2 separate regions of the Mus musculus genome follow, and region 1 is linked to region 2. The links are chromatin contacts, called in public ChIA-PET maps. All regions are on one chromosome and are shown on one strand. The core of a region is the stretch at or near the end of the contact, and the rest is flanking DNA. Distances in the headings are between cores, read along the strand shown.

The links. ChIA-PET counts read pairs in DNA pulled down with a chosen protein or histone mark.
Region 1: a contact with region 2 is called in an RNA polymerase II ChIA-PET map of memory CD8 T cells, with 12 read pairs. The contact joins two enhancer-like sites. A contact is called at or near these places in 2 of 115 datasets of contacts at active chromatin or transcription factors (memory CD8 T cells and pancreatic cancer cells).

The regions. Positions count from the first base shown.
Region 1 is chr12:85,967,680-85,972,087 of GRCm38.p6, forward strand. The region is part of intron 29 of Ttll5 (tubulin tyrosine ligase-like family, member 5); the gene reads left to right. Among named protein-coding and RNA genes, the nearest start is that of Gm51989, 27 kb to the right of the region's middle. Within about 2 kb of position 2,097, at least 117 of the 459 cell types and tissues checked have an H3K27ac peak or open chromatin away from gene starts, as enhancers often do. A contact at or near this core is called in memory CD8 T cells, where this site is marked.
Region 2 is chr12:85,442,125-85,446,391 of GRCm38.p6, forward strand. No RefSeq gene overlaps it. Among named protein-coding and RNA genes, the nearest start is that of Gm38543, 7.8 kb to the right of the region's middle. Within about 2 kb of position 2,682, at least 75 of the 459 cell types and tissues checked have an H3K27ac peak or open chromatin away from gene starts, as enhancers often do. A contact at or near this core is called in memory CD8 T cells, where this site is marked.

The sequences.
Region 1 (4,408 bases), core at 847-3,346, 520 kb after region 2:
TTGATTGGTTGGTTGGTTTTGGTTTTGGTTTTTTTGAGACAGGGTTTCTCTGTATAGTCCCTGGCTGTGCTGGAACTTGCTCTGTAGACCAAGCTGGCCTCAAACTCAGAAATCCGCTTGCCTCTGCCTCCCGAGTGCTGGGATTAAAGGTGTGTGCCAACACTGCCCAGCTTAAATAGTTATTTTAAAGGAAAAATTAAGCCTACTGTATGTTTTGCATCTTCATGTCACCTTTGTCACTCTTGAATTCCTCTTTCTGTCACCATTTCCCTGAAGGGTGAGTCACCTTTCTGTCCTAGCCCAGTGCCTCTTAGGGCAGAGCTCCTCAGCCTCCCTGGACTCTACCCAAGCAAACCTCACAGGTCTCTCATCTCCTTGTCCTCTGGTCTCCTCTTAAGACAGGTGGTTGGAAGGAAGGTCTGGTTTCCTCCACACTGAGTAGATGGCTTGCAAATGTGCAGTTCCCACAGGTTGGCCCTTCAGTAAATTGTACCAGAGCCCATCTTTTTAGTGAATTGAACACAGGAGGATAAAAATTTCTGATTGATTCCCTGAGCTTAGGAAACTCTCTCTCAGACCCCACGTCTCAACTCACTGAATCTGGTCTTTTTTATATTTTATCTTTGTTTGAGATGAGACTGGTCTAACACTCCCAATAATCCTCCTGCCTCAGACTCCCTAATGCTAGGATTACAGGTATGAGCTACCACACTAGGCCCTTTCCTTTGGTCCTTATTTGATTTCTCCTAGTTATCTAAAATCAGAAGTGCCCAGCAAGCACGAGGCCTTTTGCAGTGGGAGGATGGAGCTGAGTGTGGAGGTGAGATGCACAGGCTCCTTGCTCCTGTCACCATCTCCCATTCAGTAGAACCAGCAGGACTCTTAGAAGCCATTTCTAGCAGATGCTTGAGTGGCCTGCCATCTGTGCACACCCTTCATTCCCAGCCTCTTTCATGCCTCGTGGCAAGAAGCTGTAGCATCTGCTGAATGTGTGCCTCTGACTGAAGGTGCTCCTTTCTCCTTGGTCCTTCGCTACACATGCTTTCTGGCCTCCCCTATGTGAGTGACGTGCAGGGAATGCATATTGTCAGGTCACCACACCTCTGCCCTTTTTTTAAAAAAGACTTTATTTTTATTTGTGTATATGGTATGTACATTCTAATGACTACATGCATGTGTGGTTATCGGCTGAGGGACTTGGATCTCTTAGAACTCAAGTCACAGGCTCTTACAAGCTGCCTGATGCAGTTGCTGAGATCTAAACTTGGGTCTTCTACACATGTGCTCTCCCATGTGTGGTGGTAGTCTGCGTGCTCACCCCGCTGCCCACAGTCTCGTGAAAGATTTGGAAGAATGGAGCCAACCAATGCTTTGTATCTTTGTCTCTGAATAGAGCCTTCCCCCCACCCCCCAAGTAGTGTTCAGTGAAGCTCAGAGGGTCCCTAAGGGAGGCCAGAATTGCCCAGTATGGTTGTCACAAGCTATACTTGGGTACTTAAATCTAAGTTCAAGGTCACCCTCCACTAAATGGCTAGATCAAGGCTCACCTGCGCTATATAAAACCTTATTTCAAAAAAAAATTAGTAAGTTTTATTTTTTAGTCTCATTAGCCTTAAGTAAAAGCTCAAAAGACACATGTAGCTTGTGGCTCCCATTTAGAGCAACACAGACCCCAGAGACTAATTAAAGCCCCAAACTAGTCAGAAAAATAAAAAGAAATGAAATTCAAAGAAAGGCATATTCTTGCTTATCCTCTCAGGATCTTATGTAGACTTGAGCCTCTCTTGTTTAGATCTGGCCATTTACCGCAAATGCTGCTCTTGAACTAATTTGTGGTCCTGGGAGGGGCGAATTTTCTAAAGCCTTGGAAATCTCAAAAGGCAGAGCTTCAGGGTTACTAGTGGCTAACCAGTCTGGAGCTGGACCACCTGACAGGAAGAACTTTCAAAGTGTTAGCACTTTGTTTTCTGAGCAGTCCACGGCTAGATGCTGGGGGAGATCTTGCTTCCTGTCCACCCCACTGCCTCACCCCATTCCCCACCTGCCTGGCTGGCAGTCATGACATGGCTTCTAAAGCTCCAGCCCTGGGGAACGCAGCCAAACCTGCGGAAGTGGTTTCTCGCACTGGCTCCCAGGGAAGCTGTGGCTAGTAGGGGAATGGGTGGGGTCCTGCCTGATAGGTTTTCAAAGAAGCCAGAGCTTTGAAGTTTTTGTCTCAGCAGCTGCCAGGCATGCTGTCTCAGCACTCTGCCGACTCTGTATGGTCCCCCATTGCATATTTCTTTATGATATGTGCATAGTATACATAGAAGAGCTTAGAGGTATTTGGGGAGGGTTAAGTATGAGATTGTGGAGTTCAGGGCGAAACACCTATTGGCTTTACCAGTTAGCTACTCTTCTGCTGAAAAATAGTCCCTTGAGTGCCCCACCCTCCCTTTTGGCTGTCCTGTTCTTACCACCTGCTGTAAGAGAAGCGGAGCCTTTTCTTCTAGAATGGAGCATGGTCAGGTCTGGAGACCTGGAGGTCCTGCATTTCTTGGGCAGACTGGGCTCCTGCACTTGAGATAGTGATAGACATCACTGAACTATATCTATCACTCCTCTCCCTGATGACTCCCAGCAAGGAACTCTAACTGTGCTGGCCCTGGCTCCTCCTCGTCTAGCTCAATGCCAGCAGTAGATGTGTGTTGACTCGTAGCCGAAACTGTGCTGGGGACAGGGATGGAGTAGGTCCAAGAGGCCAGGTGCAGTCCACCCTGTTCTCTGCCTCTGCTCTCCTGCTGAGCTATCCCTTTCTCTGCCCAGGCTTCAGCCGTTCCAAGCTGTGCTGCTGCCCCTGGATTCCACTCGTGTGGGGTTCAGCATACCTTCCCTTGCAGAGTTACCTTGGTTTTCCATTCCTGAGATGTAAGCTTGTTGAAGGAAAGGGTTGTATTTTATATGTGCCCAGAGAACCCTGGAGTAGGACTTGGGAAGACCTGGGAGCCAAGCCCAGATCTGCCTAGGACTTCCTGACTTGGGGCAAAGCACCAGACAAAATAGAAGCCAAACTTTACCATGGAAAAGCGATGGAGGTTCTAAAGGTTCTAAGGAGATCCTATCCATGAATATTCTTTTAGCATTAAAGCCCTGCCCACTCAGGGTTCCCTGTAAAGCAGCCTGTTTATTTATGCTGCTAATGTACAGACTAATCTCCCTGCTGAGGCACTGAGCAGTGTAGAGTTACTAGGTTAGCTTGGCAAGTGTTTAAAGCCTGGAGTGGTCCATTCCAGGTACTTCCTATCATCACTCTCCTAAGGCCTGCCAGCTCCTCCTCTCAGACCTGTGAGGCCATTGTTTTCTATTGCCTCCCTTTCCTGTTACACCTGGCTGAGCTCCCTTTTTAACCCTCAGGTCTTTTACCAGCAGAGTTGCCTGCCAGGCTCTGAGCTGAGGGCAGCTGCCGTTGTCCTTGGAGCAGACTCCTCAGTGTGACCACCGTCTCCCCAGTCATCACATAGGCACTGTGCCCCCCTCCTTTCTTCCTCAGCCAAGCACTCACCTTCATCAGTGTGCCAACTTCTCCTGCCCTCTCCCTGCCCTGGCTTCTCTGTAAGATGTTCCCCAAATCCAATGACCCTCAGCCCATGGCACCCTTTTTCTTGATGTCTTCCTTTCTCTAAATTCTGACCTTTCATCTGGAAAGGCTGCACCCTCTGTCAAGATTCTGATGTTTAGCCTCTTAACAGTACACACACATACACGTGCACACAAAACATACACACACACACCAAGAGAGACAGAATATTCTCTGAAGCATATCCTTAAGAAAAAATTGGGGTAAATAAGTATATCATTTTTTTGCACCATAGCCTGGCTTGAGTAATTTCAGAATCTCTTATTTTTAAATCCTGAAGTCTCACATTAAAACATTATGACTTAATGCTTGAGGCTATGTATTTTAGAGATAAACCAATTTGGATTCCTCTTTTTTAGCCACTCTTTCAGCAGGATATGTTTTTGAAGCTAATATTCTTATCTCTAAGATCTAGGTAAATGTATCTTTTTCACAGTTGTTGTTAGGAGAAAATGAGCATGCTATGCTTAGGGCCCCACTTCTGTATTGAGTGCGTGCTGAGGAGACAGGGCTAACAGCCCATGCCATCTGTCTGCAGGGTTACAGGTGTCACAGGGTGTGACTCAGAGGAACTGAGGAGCTGATGCGCATTCTCATGCCTGCAGAATGATAAGGCAGGAGCCAGCAGTTGTCCAGATTTCCTCTCTTCAGATGGAGCCAACCCAGTTCTCATGCTTACTCGCTGTCTTCCATTATCCTCATAGGCGGGGGCAGTCTACTTACCTGCAGCTATAGCATTTCTGCCATACTATAATTAGATTTCTATGCTTTACTACTACCTACTTTGAGATT
Region 2 (4,267 bases), core at 1,432-3,931:
GGTGTCATCCCTGCAAACCACCTTGCCTACAGATGTTTTGCAGACAACAACTTGAGGTTAGTTTCTGTTTTTGTTTTTGCTTTTTCCTCAGTGACCGGGGAGTGAAGTGGAGGTAGGAGACCGCAACAGGGTCTCATGTAACCCAGACCTACTTCCAACTTGATATGTAGCTAAAGCTAGCATTGAACTCTTGGTCTTCCCCCCACCTCTGCCTCCTTGAGGCGTGTACCACTTTGCCATCCAAGAGCTTGACTGTCTCATCTAGAAAGTGATATGAGGTGATGACAAAGATGATGGTCAGATGAGAGATAACTGTGAACAGAATGTGTAACATCGGCCCACGGTGGTTTAGTTAAATATGCACAAACGGGCATCTTCGGCTAAGTGTCTCACCATCCACTGGAGCTAAGTGACAGGGAAGGAACCTGGGCTCTGAAGTCAGATGATTTCATTTCTGTTAGAGTTGCAACTTAACCCTTTCTATGCCATGCGTTCTTTCTGTGTGGACCTCAAATAGTCAGTGTGAGCCACAACAAAGCCCAAATGAGAAATGACAGGTCCTTAGGATGGAGTTAGGACCCAGTAGGTAAATGTAAGTGCCAAGTTTTTATTTTTGCAGAAGTGGTAATTTTTAAAACAACATTATTAGTAACCATAGTTACAATAGTAACCATCGTTTACATAGCAAATCTCTAGAGAGTGGCTTGGAGGGGAAAGAGGGGAACACTACCTTTTTTGTTTGTGTGATTTTATTTTTTTTTTATTATTGCAATTAAAATAGGAATGAATTATATAATTAAAAAAGAAAGGAAAAAGAACATAGAGGTCTTTTTGCTCTCCGGAGGCCTTGGTTGAAATTAAATGGGTCGTCGGGGAGTACCCAAGTGTCCTGTCTCCTGCTTCCGCCACGTTTGCTTCCCAGGGTGACTTCAGGTAGGAGACTTACAAAGAAAGGGTCAGCCTAGTTTCTCTAAGAAGCCCCTCATAGAACTGAATTGTCCAGGCCTGGCTGCTTCAAGGAGATCCAGGGCCTGTCCTTCTCTCTCAGCAAATCTCCTTGGCAAGCTGGAGTAACTCTCAGCCTCCTCCTGTTAGGTGACCCATGGCAACTCTAAGGCTCCATGCTCCAGGTTCTAGGCTAGTGTAAGAACATCACTGCCTCCTCTATTCTAGGCTAGGGTAAGAACCTCTTCTCTCCACGCAAGGTATCAGTAGGACTCACCACGGTCATGTGCCCATATCTGAACCAATCACTATGGTTGGAAAATTGAGCAAGGATCTGATTGGTCATACCTTTGTTGTATATCTACTGGGGAGGCAGGCCATATAGTCACCTTGATGTACTGCAGAGACTAAGACAAAAGTGGGTGATTGCCTGAAAGATAACTGGAGTCCAGTTGCAGAAGAAGCAGGAATGAGTGTTAGATGACAAAGCAAGAGGTCTAATACAGCCAAACATGGTGACAAATACCCATAATCCCAGCACCCAAGAGGGTGAAGAATTCAAGGTCAACCTGGGCTACATAGCATGACTGTTATATCAACATAACCAAATGAGTCCCTGGAGAGATGGCTTGGTGGTTAAGAGCGTTTGTCCTTCTTGCAGAAGACCCAGTTTCAATATCCATCACCCACATCACATGGAGATTCACACTGATCTGTAGCTCTACCTCCAGGAGATTCAAAGTCTTTTTCTGACAACTGTAGGCATGAAGCACACATGTGGGGTGTATGTGTGTACATGTGTGTGGGTGTGTATGTACATGCAGGCTAAACGCTCATACACATAAAATAAAAGAATCTAGAAAAATGTAAGGAACCGAACAAGGGCCAGCAACATGGCTCACTGTCACCAAGCCTGACATCCAGAGTTTATTCCTAGGACTTACATAGTGTAAGGAAAGAACCAATTATTGTTGTCCTCTGACCTTCACATGCATACACACACATACACACACACAATAGATAGATAGATAGATAGATAGATAGATAGATAGATAGATAGATCAAATTTAAACAACAACAACAAAGAAAATGCCATAGTTTTCATTATGCTCAGGCTAGGAAAATACATAGTTGTCTTTAGGGTAGCAGACCAATCACTTAGAATCAGAGGAACCACATTGGATAAGCCAAAACCAAGGATGGAGTATACAGACTTGGGGTGTCAAAGGCTTCCATCTCTGTCCTGGGGAATAGCAGCTTTGTGTCTGCCTTTCCCTCACACGTGATAAAAGCCTGAAATTGCAAACACCCCTTGACTTCAGGCAGATAGCACAAAGGAATAGATCCCTGCATTAGCCCCGCCCCGCCCCCACATCGCTGCTGGGCAGCTGCTTTTCCCCCCACAAGGCCCATGCGTGAATCCGGACTCCAAGTCTTTGCATGAACGTGCTTACAGCCTCTGTTTTTAAACGCCGAGGGATTTAAAAACATGCTACATGGGCCAAAACAAACACACATATTAACAGGTCAGAATCTGCCATGTCCCCTCTTCCCTCCAGTAGGTGACATCTGAAAGAACTGTGTTGATACTTCTCTTTTTATAGCATATCAAATCAGTGCTCCAGTCCGCAATGGCCCAGTGATAGCCCTCCTGCCCAAAGTTCAGCCCTTTCATCTCCACTATCTAACTCAAATCTGAAAAACACCAAGTGGGCGACGAAAGGCAAGGAACATCACGGTGACAACTGTACTTTCATTTCCTGGCGGGGGTGTGGTTACATTCACAACTTCTGTGTGACTCTAACAGTTGGAGGGTTTTTACATTCAATTTCCTGTTTCCTTTTCTTAATAAAGAAAGGAAAAGCGGGGCCCCTGCAGCAACTGTTCTTAGGGTTCCAAAGGGAGACACCATGGGGGTTCCAAGTTGGCCACAAGCAAGTACAAAACAAAACCTAAACCCCAGCAAATAGCAGTAGGAGGAAGGGTGGAGGCGGGGCGGGGGAGGGGGGCCGTCGATGTTTTCATCCGCTCAGGCAGCAATTTTCCACCTCACTACGCCCATCAGACTTGTGGCCATCTCCTCTCCGTTTCTGAGATGCTGGGATCATTTCCCACGAAGGTTTACAATGTACTGATGGGGACAGTGGTAGTTGCGGTACCTATCCCATTTCAGGGACTGTTGTGAGTTCTAGCACAACCTCTCTAAGAAGCACTTCTGCTGTATGCATGAGGGAACAGAGGCATCTTGGAGGTGCTGTTATAATTTGCCCAACTGTCCTACTTAGCTTTAACTGTCAGCTTGACCCAGCTAGAGTCATCAGACAGGAGAACCTCAATCATCGAAGAATTGGCTAAATCAGATTGGCTAAATCTGGGGCTGTCTGGGCGGTGGAGGGGGGGGGGGGGGAAAGGAGACCTCTCTTGATTGTTGATTGATTTCCAGAGGATCCAGCTCACTGTGAACAATGCCACTTCCTGTCCATGTATGTGTTCCTGGGCTGTAAAATGAAGCTGTCAGGTATGATTCAACAGGCAAGCCACATTTCTCTTTGGATCTTGCCTCCAGGTTCCCGACTGGAGTTGCCTCAGTGATGGCCTGGAAGTGTTCAATGAAAGAAACCTTTTCTTCAACAAGATGCTTGCTGTCAGAGTGCGCTGTCACAGCAATGAAAGAGACTAGAGCACCAAACTCTCAAATGACCGAGGTGGTGGCTCATTCTTCCATTCATTAAATTCTCATGGATCACCTATTTATCGAGAAGGCATTTCCAAAAGGGTTCCAAGACAGGGTACCTGGGCTAAGAATGAGTCCTGCTTGCCGAAAACAGCCTGTGTAGAGTACATGTTTGGCATATATCTCTTGAAGTTGTTTATATAAATTCTTATGTGCATCTGTCATGTGCATGTATATGCATCTGACTATTCATATATGCATATATATTCATATATGCGTATGAGCACTACAATCATGGAGTGATCTTAGAGGCTGAAGGAGGGCATAAGATCCACTGGAGCTGGAATTACAGCAAGGTGTGAGCTGCTCTATATAAGTTCTGGGAATTGAACTTGAGTCCTCCGCAAGAACAGCAAACCCTAACCCTGACTTTAACTCTAACCCTAACCTTACACCTATGCCTAACCCTTACCCTAATCCTAACCCTAACTCTTGCCCTAATCCTAGCCCTAACCCTAAAGCAAGTGCTCTTGACTGCTGAGCCTTCTCTCCTGCCCTAATCAGACTTTTAATTAGCACCTACTGTGTGCCTGATTCTAGGCTGAGGCTAGAGGGACACAAAGAGGAATGCAGAGTAGCCTTGACTCC